Linked DNA regions of Zea mays: all the other regions are linked to region 2. The links are chromatin contacts, called in public Hi-C maps. All regions are on one chromosome and are shown on one strand. The core of a region is the stretch at or near the end of the contact, and the rest is flanking DNA. Distances in the headings are between cores, read along the strand shown.

Evidence for each region. A called contact is a pair of places that touch in the nucleus more often than the background predicts.
Region 1: a contact with region 2 is called in a Hi-C map of ear, with 2.5 times the contacts expected there. The contact joins the promoter of LOC103643997 here to the promoter of LOC100381565 in region 2. A contact is called at or near these places in 4 of 25 Hi-C or Micro-C datasets (ear, leaf and tassel).
Region 3: a contact with region 2 is called in a Hi-C map of endosperm, with 2.7 times the contacts expected there. The contact joins the promoter of LOC100282904 here to the promoter of LOC100381565 in region 2. A contact is called at or near these places in 7 of 25 Hi-C or Micro-C datasets (bundle sheath, ear, endosperm and 1 more).

Annotation. Positions count from the first base shown.
Region 1 is chr1:282,283,299-282,287,783 of Zm-B73-REFERENCE-NAM-5.0, forward strand. LOC103643997 (protein LIFEGUARD 2) reads left to right here and starts at 2,230. Exons shown (of 2, transcript XM_008667181.4): 1 at 2,230-2,743; 2 at 2,852-3,604. The coding sequence starts at 2,470. The coding sequence ends at 3,330.
Region 2 is chr1:281,902,497-281,906,770 of Zm-B73-REFERENCE-NAM-5.0, forward strand. LOC100381565 reads right to left here and starts at 2,851. Exons shown (of 19, transcript NM_001361447.1): 1 at 2,353-2,851; 2 at 969-1,038; 3 at 782-867; 4 at 503-638; 5 at 361-417; 6 at 1-65. The coding sequence starts at 2,573.
Region 3 is chr1:282,345,447-282,349,553 of Zm-B73-REFERENCE-NAM-5.0, forward strand. It overlaps LOC100282904, which reads left to right and starts at 1,498. Exons shown (of 4, transcript NM_001371887.1): 1 at 1,498-1,827; 2 at 2,061-2,242; 3 at 2,326-2,521; 4 at 3,076-4,107. The coding sequence starts at 1,699. The coding sequence ends at 4,086. LOC100273495 (ATP-dependent RNA helicase SUV3, mitochondrial) reads right to left here and starts at 1,355. Exons shown (of 17, transcript XM_008667183.4): 1 at 1,039-1,355; 2 at 195-312. The coding sequence starts at 1,105.

The DNA of each region.
Region 1 (4,485 bases), core at 980-3,479, 380 kb after region 2:
TTTGTTGATTGGTTTTAGGATCATGTAAACTCTTTATATCTCTCAGTTTGATGTCATTTAACCTTTTTAGTGAGGTAGTATTTGTCATTTAACTTTGTATCATTTTCAGTGCACAAAGACCCCAAACATACATCAGGACTTGAGATAACTATTTTTATGGGACAGTGACTTATAGAATATTTGGTCGATACGATGTGAATGGCTTTTATTTTTGTTCTGCCTAAAAGATTCTCGTCCTCATGCAGCCACATATAATACTGGAGTTGTGACTATAACAATCGATGCACATGATACATAAACTAGTTATTATAATGTAATTCAAAACATTCTTGAGTTTAATTTTGTAGGAACAAAACTCTAAAAGTGGTATTCTTTGTGTGTGATTGGTTCGATACCTGTAATGTGATTAGACAAAATCAATATGGCATAACTGAACTCAAGCACAAGGAACGACTTCGAGGCCATAACAATTTTATCGTTGCACACCACTGCGAGCAGATGTACTATATATCATACCCAAGCCCAAAGTTAGAAGCATGGTGGGTAGTTCACAAGGTAAACCCTAGGAAACTTTTACATACTACTTGCATTGCTGGTTATTGATTTGAAGACGACTAGGTCGATGCGTTTTGCCAAAAAGAAGAATTGCTAACTTCTTTTGTTGACGATGAGGGTGTTGCACCCAACTCACTAGTCGGAGAACGAGACGATATCTATACTTTCTACTATATTTTAATACATTCCCTTAAAAGATTTCACCATTACATTCAATATATCTCCTAAAATCCCCCCCCCCCCACCTATCTCTCCTATATGAACTACCACATATATTTAATTGTTTTTTTTCCAACAGTTGGGGTGTGCCTGCTACATCACCTGGCATTGGCATTTTATCAAACACCACGCCTGCACACCGCGGCTAGCAAGCCGGTGCTCGCCTTCGATGTGTACTGCTCATCTTCTCCAGTGCGCGTGCCGTGCAGACGCTCGCTGGGCGTAGAGAGCAGCTCACCGCACTCGCTGCGGAGGCCGACCGCCGAGCTCAGCTAGCTCCTTATATGCGGTTGATACAGTGCTCTCCCTCCCTATATGCGGTTTGAGGACGTTTCTACGCATCTGTTAGAGAGAGAGAGCCCAGTGCCGAGTTGGTGTCGGTGCTGCATGTCCCTTCCTGACGTTTGCTGGAGCCCGGAAGTCATGTATGAAAAAATTAAAATTGGCATGTGAAGCCAGTAAAAGGTGAAAACTCCTTAACATGAAACTATACAACCATTTACGACTATCTCTATAATGTATTCATTTTTATATCTATATCTAAACTCTATTATAAAAAACAGTATTTTAGGTGATTATACGGATAAACTGAAGCACGGTATAAGAGCCACGGGCACATTGACGATGATAACGGTTCCCAGATATTACCGTATCTACTGTTGCTTATGTTTTGCTTTGCCAAGATAGATCCCGATACCGTACCCGCACGGGTAATTTTACCTGTTGGATAAACCATACCCATTAGAAAAGTCTTAAATTCCAATATATCAATCACTCAAAATATTAAATAAACATAAAAAATAAGTTTAACTTTACATATAACAAATGATATGATTACATAACTTGTTAGCTAGATAAATAATAGCTAGAGAAATGTTTTATTTTAGCTAAGATGAATTCTATTAGATGGTTATAATGGTATTGATACGAGTATATTGTACATATAGGTAGACGGGTATGTGTAGTACCAACCCATATCCGTCTATCAATGGGTAGATGTTCTTATTTATTAAAATATCCACGAGTAAAAAAACATTCCGTGTCCGCTTTTATATCGAATAAAACCAACCGAGTAGTCAGATTTTAGATACCCATTATTATTCCCAAGAGAGACCCCGATAAATTAGGCTGGACAAACTAGAAAGCACGGGCGAGCCACAGAAGAAAACGCATGCCAGTTGCCTGTTGGCTGTTGGCCTGTTGCGGGCTTGCGGAGATACCCCGGCCTGCTAAGCAAAAATAAAAGCAATGGGGGTATCACTTCCGAGTTCCGGCCCCGTTCTCTACTCTCCTCCCTTCAAGAAATCAGACAGAGTCCACCAGACAGACAGACAGACACGCGATTAGAATGCCGTCCGCGCACCAGTGCCCCACGTGTCAGCCTCCGGTCCCCGCCACGTCGGACCACCCGCACCGCCGAAGGGACGGAATCCTCGCGAACCTTCACTCCCTCTCTCGCGCCATCCTGCGCTCTCCGGCATTGGGTTGGCCCCTCTATTCCGCGCCTCCTTTAAACACCTCCCCGCCTGGCAAGCCGTTCAGCGCAACAACCACCAGCGCACAAGCACAACGACAGCGACCAAGAACAAGAAGCCGTGACCGTGAGAGGTCCGAGTGCCAGCCGCGTTTCCTATACACGGGCAGAGGGCGGTGACCGAGGAACAGAGGAGGCGGAGGAAGAGGAGAATTAGAAGGATGTACTTCCGTCCGCCGCCGAAGGGCCCGGAGTGGTACGCCGGCGATGCGGAGACGGGGCAGGCAGCGCGGCCGCTGTACCCGATGATGCTGGAGGACCCGCGCCTGCGCTGGGCCTTCATCCGGAAGGTCTACAGCATCCTCTCCATCCAGATGCTGCTCACCGTCGCCGTCGCCGCCGTCGTCGTGTACGTCCGCCCCGTCGCGCTCTTCTTCGTCTCCACGGCCGCGGGCTTCGGGCTCTACATCTTCCTCATCATCCTCCCGTTCATAGGTACGCACGACTCTGGCTCGATTCGCTTCGGTTTCGGCTTTGCTCTGATTGATGGAAACGAACGAAGCTGACTCGTTGCTCCCGTGCGTTCGCACGTACGTCCTGCAGTGCTGTGCCCCCTGTACTACTACTACCAGCGCCACCCGGTGAACCTGCTGCTGCTCGGCCTCTTCACGGTCGCCATCAGCTTCGCCGTCGGCCTCACCTGCGCCTTCACCAAAGGCGAGGTGATCCTCGAGTCGGCGGTCCTCACGGCGGTGGTGGTGCTGAGCCTCACGGCGTACACCTTCTGGGCGGCGAAGCGCGGCCACGACTTCAACTTCCTGGGCCCGTTCCTGTTCGCCGCCGTCATGATCCTCATGTTGTTCGCGCTCATCCAGCTCTTCTTCCCGCTCGGCCGCATCTCGCTCATGATCTACGGGGGGCTGGCGGCGCTCGTCTTCTGCGGCTACATCATCTACGACACCGACAACCTCATCAAGCGCTACTCCTACGACGAGTACGTCTGGGCCGCCGTCGCGCTCTACCTCGACGTCATCAACCTCTTCCTCTCCCTCGTCACGCTCTTCCGGGCGGCGGATTCGTGAGCACGGCTACGAGGTACCTGACAGCTGCCTATGGCGCAGCCAGAGGGTGTTGGAATGTGCCTTGCCCTACCTCACTTGATATCTGCTGGAATATTACTCTGTAGAGCAGAGCTGGTTTGGTGACCAGGGAGGCAGCCAGGGTGATCCCTGATCACAATCAGCCCGTAAAGTGAAATAATTGTTTTGGCCATGACCGTCGCTTTGCTTGCCGAGATTGTTTAACGAAACTTGGTGGTTCTAACTGGTGTATATATTTTTTGTCATCTTAATTCTTCTTTTTGCTCTCCCCCCCCCCCCCCCCCCCCCCCCCACCCCCCCCCCCCCTCTAGCGTGAGGTTGAGGTACATAGCCCGAGTGGGAGTACTCGAAAAGAATGAAAACCTCGTCTCGAGTCGGAAAAAATAACCAAGCAAGTTCGAGCCTTTATATAAAACATTATATCATTAACCTTTTTATTTGTATGAAAATATATTTTGATTAATCTAGTGATATTATCAATAAATGATAGTAGTGTTTTTCATAATATTTGATCGGGCGCCCTGCTGCAATTAATATTCCATTTGAATATCCGAGTCATCCTCAGAGCCGGCCCATTAGAAGCCCAGGGCCCAGGCAGTCTTCCTTCTCTAACGTTTTCTTATGTTTTTCGTGACTTTCTGCACTTGTAAATGTGTCCGTAGCAACGAACTTTGTATACTGATCGCCTGGTCCCAAAGAAAGTGCTACTGTTTTCGGAACGATCGTACCCAAAAGAATGCACACTACTATACTATTAAACTAGTTCCAGTCTTGGTTAACAAGAGTTTTGTAGGTACGAGTTCCGTAGATACTAAAAAAGCTGATGTGGTATGCTAAAAACGTGAAAATTTTAAGATAAATTATTATTATTATTATTATTATTATTATTATTATTATATGCAACAACAACAATAATAATGAAGTTTTTAGTTATAGGCAACAGTTTTGTTTCACAAGAGTGTTCTATATGGATTAAAGAAACTAACGTGGTATGATGGTGAAAGTTGAAAGTTTTGTGATAAGATTATTATTTTTTACTTGCGGCAACAACGATAACATTAATTAGTTTCAAGCGATATAATAAAGTCTCTTAGTTGCAACTATATTAGAGTGGAGTAGGTTAGAGTTGAAATTTAA
Region 2 (4,274 bases), core at 1,601-4,100:
GAATTGAGGATATATATAAGGCAGCACAAAATACCAGAGTCCAACAGAGGTTGCCTATCATTTGTCTGTAAACATGACAAGAGATGCTTGTTAGTTTAAAGTTTAAACATTTGGTAAATTGTGTTTCATATTTAATACAAAATATAATATCAGCAAGCAAGACCATAGCTAAGCAATTTTTTATTCATGAACCACCCGACAGCCCCAATACACTTGGATATTAATTGTGTCAGAACTCAGAAAACAGATGTCTCTTGCTCCTTCATACTATTAATAGCATGCTTTAATTAACGTTGCATAACAGACAATATACTGCATGAAAAAATAGACTTTTTGTCATATTGTAGCAATTTCACTAACCTCAGTCACAAGCACTTCGACTGCGTACAACAAATTTGATCCTGGACATATACCAAGCTGGATCACGGAACCAACAAGTTAATAGAGTGTTTGACCACATGGAACCCAGAAACTGCACTAGATAAATAATATAAGAACAAACCTCTGTGGTATCCGAAAAGAAGCCAATAACATCAGCCACACGCAGCGGTCTTCCTTTGCTGTGGATTCTTAGTTTCTCCACATCAGTAACAAAAGCTCTTCCAATAACAAAAGAAAAAATATGTCCTTCTACTAACCTGTAGAAATTATGATGGAAAAAAATAGAAGACCATTATTCAGTTTTACAAAATAGTGAGTAGACATGAACTCACTGAAATAAATGTAATGTAACAGCATAATAACTTATTGAAGTGGTGTGTGCAATTGTAAAGACTCATACTTTGTAACTAATTGAGCTACACTAGAATACTGCTTCACTAGCCTACAGAAGACATCTACAGCCAAATTTAAGGCCCTTTCTTTCTCCTGCAGAGAGAAAAACAGAACACAATGTCAAGGCAAGAATCAGCTCACGAGGTCTTATTGTTGATTTATGGTGAAAAAAATAAAAACAAGTGTCATGGTACCTTTTCAGAGCTGGAAGAGCGAAATTCTTCCCATAATCTCCTAAAGTCCGACTCCAATTCATTTCTCCCCCTGAGTACAAGAGAAATAATGTTAAGATTAAGGATGTAAGTCCCACATGTTTTTGGGTCATTGGGTCAATCCAAACTTGCTAAAATGAACTAGAATTGCATGCCAATTAATTAATTTAAGGGGAGACGTGAACTCAGCTAGCTGACCCACAAAACACCATCAGAGACCCACTTGCATCCTTGGTTAAGATGGAGAACATGAAGATTTTTTGCAGAAGCATATATTGTTCATTTAAAATAGCAGAACCAAATTCCTAAATGGACATAAATTCTTGATTTAATTGTTGAAATCTAGAATACAGGAACATAACCTATGCTGCATATACCCATGTGAGAATGTGATCCATACACGTACATGAGTTAGCTTGAAGAGATTAGCAGGAAAAAAAGTAAATAGAAACCTATAAGAGGAACATACTTTTGTTATCAGCTCCAAGTACTATACAGTGTCCAAGAAAAGATAGCTGATAACAAACTTAACTAACAATTATTACCATAGTATTTGTCCCTTTACCAAGTGATTATATAGTTCGTTCAGGCAAAGGATAGTATAATGGCAAGTGTATGAATAAGTCACTGCTCTAACACAGGAAATTTAACCGAAAAATCAATGAAGGAGTGTATCCCTAGCAGCATGGTAACTCGAGAAACAATGTAACACAGTCAACCGAACTTCACACAAACTTAGAATGGCATGTGCCCCAATCATCTTACAGCATCCCAGTTCAAACATAAATCGGCACATGAAGCAAACCAGAGTCATGAAGTTCACCCCAAACAAGACTGCTAAAAGTTCCACTTTCTCTGCTACGAGAAATGCAAAAACACATAAGCCCCGTTGTTCTACAAAAGCATGACAAACCAAAAGGACAAGGGCCGTAGCCTTCAGGCGTGGCATACAGATCATAAAATTGACTATGCAGCTACCGACTCGCGCAACCACCGTACTAGTCCGGCATCATTTCTCTCCAAGGCACAATCTTAGTCGAGCATCACTGCAGCACTATCGCCAAGCTCGAGCTAAAAAACATTCACTGATATCAATCCTATGAGTCAAAACGTTAATACAACACATAATCCCGCATCTACCAACTGAATCACCAAACAGACAAGGGCGGGAAGATGAAACGAAAAGGCAAGCATCTGCGATCGAACCCTCTCCCAATCTAAATCCGACAGCCATTGCTAAACCCGGAAAACGGGAGTAACGGGATCGCATCGGAGCTGGCATCACCAGACCAGACACAGGATTTGATTCAGACAACGCGAGACCAGTAGAGAGAAGAGAGGCGTTAGACTCGGCTGGGGGACCCACCTGGCAGAGGACGCAGCGGCAGAGGGCGAGCTCCCGGCCGCCGCGTCGAAGCCGCCCTCGTCCCCGCCGGTGGAGGCGGAGCTGAGCCTCGGGGTGGCGAGGTCCTGGACCGCCTGCTGGCCGTGGAACGGAGACTCCGGCGGCGGCGACGGCGGAGGTGGCGGCTGCTGCTGCTGGCCGCCGGCGAAGACGACCTTACTGAGTAATGTGGACCATTTCATGGTGCCGACCCCTCATCCGGCGCGCAGATCCCGGCCGGATCCCGCCGATTCGCCGGAATTCCGACGCGATTCCCCGGCCTCTCTTGTTTCTCCGAATGATATTTTATTCACGTTCCTCGCCCGCCTCCGGCCTCCTATTTTTGCTGTCGTCTCTTTGCTTGTGTTTTCTGCCTCGCTCGTTTTCTTTTTTGTTTCCTCTTTTTAACCCACGCACCTTCACCACTCTCTCTCTCTCTCTCTCTTCCACCTCGCCGCGACGCCGCCTCTCTCCTCTAGCTGCTCTGCTCCGTCTGTGCGGCCTTGTAGTGCGTCCTCTGCTCTCTCTATTCGGTTGTTGGCTTGAGGCTTGAGCCTTGCGCCCTGCGGCCTGGTTGCTTGCTACGTTTCCCTAGTATTTTCTTTTTCTCCTTTTACTTTTATTTTTGTTTGTAGGTAACAATACTATGACCTTGTCTTTGTTCGTGCGTGTTTACATTCTATCTTTATCGACTTTGGCATAGGATAGCTATTGGCTCCCGGCTCCAAAGCGTGATGAATATCTCCCTTTCGTCGGGATGCCTATTTGGTGTTTGGTGAGTGACAATAGAGGGAAATGTTCATGGTCAAGATAATTTATTTTCCTTTTGCTTTATTTTATATATATATATATATATATATATATATATATATATATATTAAAGACATGTTTGGTTCCCTGTCTACCTTGGCACATTTTGTCTAACTTTTTTGTTTAAGGTTAGTTATTCAATTAGAAAAAGTGTGGCACAGTTAGACACAAAACAAACAAGCCCTAAGTACTTATTCTCGATAAGTGTCATATTTAGTATATGTTGTTGAAATAGATAAATGACTGCAAAATTATAAAAAAGTATCTAGTTTGGAGACTCATTCAATCCTACCTTTTTGTCGGGTCTAATCATATCAGACTAAATGAACTCTAATTACAAAAAAAGAGGCAAGATCATATGGATCTTATATTCCATCATCATCTCGAACCCATCGAACATGATGAGTAGAAAAACGAGACATTTGTCGATCCTAGTCTTAGGCGCCTTTTCAACATTAGACCTAGATTGTTAGAAACCGCTCTTCGATCTTAAAGATAGTCAGAGATTTAGTTATCAGAAACAAAGTTTGAGTAAGAGTGGCGCTATAAGTCACATAAGGAAATGAATTGTCTGATGCTACCCTGAGACAGGAATCATGTTGTAAATTACTGTAGATCCACGAGGCATGAAGTAGAGTTACAGGATAATATCAGTGTTTAACATTGGCATAGAAAACTTATGGAACTAGGTAGCAAAGATGGAAAATGATTCACTAATAAGGCAGAAATATGGGAAATGGTTTTAAAAGTTGATAGAGATAATACGATGCATGGTATATATTATTGAGAGGAGACATAAGGGGGCAGTGTGATTAGGTAACTATAAGATCAATGATCTAGACATGTTTCTACAGAATAATAGGAAGGGTTTAATTGTGTAAAACCCTATAGAAGCATGTACACATAACAAGACATAAGGCATTGTCCAAATAAAATAATTACAAATAGACAATAACCCATGTCTCCTTGGGTCACATAAAAGTTCCATTATCAATATGATATACTTCTCATGTACGGTTCTCAAGTGGCCATTCTTAATATTATACTTCAAAAAATGTTATCTCAAAAACCCTAAACAGTCTTTTCCACATATA
Region 3 (4,107 bases), core at 248-2,747, 440 kb after region 2:
TGGACTTCATTTTTTTGTTATAGTGAATAATGCTGGGTCACAGCATCCCAGACTGGAAGGTTAGTTAGGGGTAAAGAAATGGATTGTGTTGAATGTATGGTACAAAATGCATGAAATTTATGCACCCAAATTTGAATATGCATGGAAAAGGCTTGAATTTTACACAGGTCAACAGGATACATATTGATTCTTACGTCAGATCAGTCAAATCAAACTTCCCAGAATTATGGTAGGTCCTCCAAAATCTCAAACTAGTAGAATTCACCTTTGAGTGTAGATCGGAATTGGAAAAAAGGCCACTAGTATATACAGCTGTACAGAGCATGGAGCTTTGTTAGACAGAAAAACAATTCAGATATGTAAGAACAATGTCTAATGAATAGAACCACCAGATGCTTTGACACTGGAACAAGGTGAAGTACTAAAGCAAATATTTAAGCACATCAGAATGTCATGCCAGCGTGGTTAAATAGCTGGGCGTGTAATTTTTACTTTCTTTCTCTCTTTTCCTTTATCCTTTTTCATAATGTCTGTAAATAAAATTTTTGCTCTTTAATCTATCCAGTAGAGGAGCCCTCACCCCCTCCTGTTACCATCAAAAAAAAATCAAGCACAATACAAAGAAGTACGAAACAATAGCATAACCATGATGCAACACTGTGCTGTCCATTCCATACATGTCATACATACACCATAATTAGGACCACAATTTCTTGTTCCTAGTATTATAAATTTCTCCAGAGCTATGGTATATTCATCAAAAGAGAAAAGAAAACAACAATCACAACCCAGCAGGAAAAGTATCGCCTTTTCCAACTGCTCATTTATGCAATCAGATATGAAACACAACATAGTTATGCTACTGATAACCTGCGAATAGAGACTATACCACCACTGTTCGGTAATGTCTGCAGTAGGCGCGCTTGGTTTTGGCATTCTACCGAACACATGGCACCCGACCCCAACCAAAAGAACAAACAAACCAACCAGCTATCATACGCAACGCCCAAGGATCCAACCGCTCAAGGCAGTACGAACCATTTCGGCATGAGACCGCGTGGGGCGACGAGAGCGCCCTCTGCCGCAACAGGACGGCAACCGCCATTATATCTGATCTTCCTTTTCCCCTATCTCTATGTCACTCACTTCCCTCCGCGACGCAGCACGGTTCAGACTCGACGACAGCGAGGCGCCCGGGCAAACGACAGGGTTCGGCCGTTCGGGGAGACGGAAACAGCCGAACAATGCGCCTGTGGGGTAGGTGTGGAGGACGCAGCGGCCGATACTTTCGCCGGAAAGCGAGGCAGCGGAGGAAGCGGAGAAGAAACTATGCGTGGCCCCCAAGCCCGGAATATTCCTTACGAACCATCGGACCCAAAGGGCCATGTTTTGGGCTTGGGCCAAAGGCCCATGTACGGGCCCACGCTATCTAGCACGAGTCCAAGTCCACTTGCAGGCCCGGACGCCGCCTCCGCTCTCGTCTTCCTCTTTCTTCTAGTTTCGTCTAGTCTTCAAGGAAGACCGGAACCGAGGCGCCCTGGCCGAGAACTGGAGCCACCGGACGCACGGCTGCTGCCGAAATCCACGGGAGAATGTTTGGAATCCTTCAACTCGGCAGCTAACGCAGTTTATTTCTTCTTTGCTGTTTGCCTGACACGAGGGGTCGCTTTGCTGTTGTTGCCGGGTGTGTGCAGGACGATGGTCGAGGCCGAGGCTGGTAGGGCGGCGATCCGGCGCGCCCTGCGGTCGCTGAAACGGAGGCATCTCGCCGAGGAAGGGGCGCACAGCCCGGCCATCGAGGCGCTAACCCGTCCCTTCGCCGCCCACGTGAGGCCAATCTCTTATTCTCCTCTCCCTACTTTTCCCAATCTTGCACTTTACTCCTCCCCTGTTTGATCGTACTTTGAAGTCTGCAAACGAATGTGTGTCACTGATCATATTACTTAGCCTACTGATTTCAACTGTTTGTATCGCCAGGATATCCCGAATTTTTTTCGAGAATTTTGGACGGTAATTTGGGTGTTTAGTGAAGGAGAGGTTGTTTTGTTAACTCCTTGTAGGCTTTGGAGTGGAAGGAGAAGGCTGAGAAGCATGAGTTAGAGCTGCAGCAATGCTACAAGGCGCAATCCCGGCTCTCTGAGCAGCTTGTGACTGAGATAGAAGAAGGTAAAGTATCAAAAGCACTGCTCAAAGAGAAGGAAGCGATGGTTACAAGTTTGCAGGCTGAACTTGAGAAGACAAGGTATTAAATGTGATTTATTTTTGCTAATCTTGGTCACAGTTGTGGACAACATGGTACTTAGCACTTGTGCAAAACTTCTTCAGCGAAGAGAATGTACAACTAAAGCAGTCGCTTGACGAAAAAATAAAAGCCTTAGATCTTCTCATTCAAGAGCATCAGACAGTGAAATCCGAGCTTGAACAAGCATTGACGAAACTAAAAGCTGCAGAGGATGAGAACCAAAATCTGGTTGATCGATGGATGCTAGAGAAGATGAAGGATGCCGAGAGGCTCAATGAGGTACCTTATTTTCCTTCTATTGCTAAAAATGCAGGTTTGCAATATGTGATATCTGAAATAAGGGACTTTCCAAGCATTATGCTTGTGGCTTGCCTACTGAGCCTGGTAGACAAATTAACTTTACCTATTGCCAATGTATATTCCTTTATCATAATTCATAATTGCAATTATACTCTAATAACCAATGGAGAATTTTAGATACATCAAAACATGGATGCTTATCATACCATAATGATACAAACAACAGTACGGGCTCTTTTGAAACAAAGGAAAATTTCCTGAATCCTGCGTTTTTCCTGTGTTTTTGAACTAATTCCTGTGAAATTCCTATATCATTCATATAAAATTCCTGCGTTCCAAAGGAGAATATTTCTCTTGGTAGAATTTTGTTAATTTAATTCTATAATTTGCGTTGATTGCCGAAGTGTATCCTTGTAAGTGACCTTCTTACACCAGCCTTGAAATATCTGCCCCATATTTAAGCTAAAAACTGTACCCATATAACACTTGCATGTATAAGTTAGTGCTTTAATGGTTGTAAAATAATTGTCTAGGCCAATGCGATGTATGAGGAGATGGTTCTAAAGCTAAAGACAGCTGGAGTTGGTGGTATACAACTTAATGCACAGCAAGAAACTGATGGCATCATACGGCGTTCTGAAGCTGGTTACATAGAAACGCCAATCCCATCAACATGCACAATAACTATCCGTGCTCATGATGGTGGGTGTGGAGCTTTGATGTTTGAGCATAACTCAGACAAGCTAATTAGTGGGGGTCAGGATCAAACTGTTAAGATATGGGGTGCATCTACTGGCGCTTTGACCGCCACCCTACATGGTTGCTTGGGGTCTGTTAATGATCTTGCCGTGACCAACGATAACAAGTTTGTGATCGCTGCCTGTAGCTCCAACAAGCTGTTTGTGTGGGAAGTCAGTGGGGGACGTCCTCGCCACACGCTGACTGGTCACACGAAAAATGTTTCTTCTGTTGATGCAAGCTGGGTGAAGAGCTTTGTTGTTGCTAGTTCATCCAGTGACCGTACTATCAAGGTTTGGGATCTACAGACAGGTTTCTGCAAGAGCACCATAATGTCCGCGAGCAACCCCAACTCGCTAGCTTTCATCGATGGTGACACCATCTGTTCGGGTCACAGGGATGGGAATCTTCGGCTGTGGGATATCCGCAGTGGGAAATGCACCACACAGATAGCTGCTCATCTGGATGTCACCTCGGTCTGCGTGTCACGGAGCAGGAATTTCGTTCTTACAAGTGGGAGAGATAACGTGCACAACCTTTTTGATGTTAGAACGCTGGAGATTTGTGGAACATTCAGGGCCATGGGCAACAGAGTGGTGAGCAGCTGGGGCAAACCTTCTATTAGCCCCGACGAAAACTGCATCGCTGCTGGTTCTTCTGATGGATCTGTTTACATATGGTCGAGGCTGAAGAATGGAACGCCGACCATCCTAGAGGGTCATTCTTCACCCGTCCTGGCAAGTGCATGGTGCGGACTAGGAGCTCTTGCTACCTCCGACAGGAACCATATCTATATCTGGTCTTGAGAGATGTACAATTTCATCAAG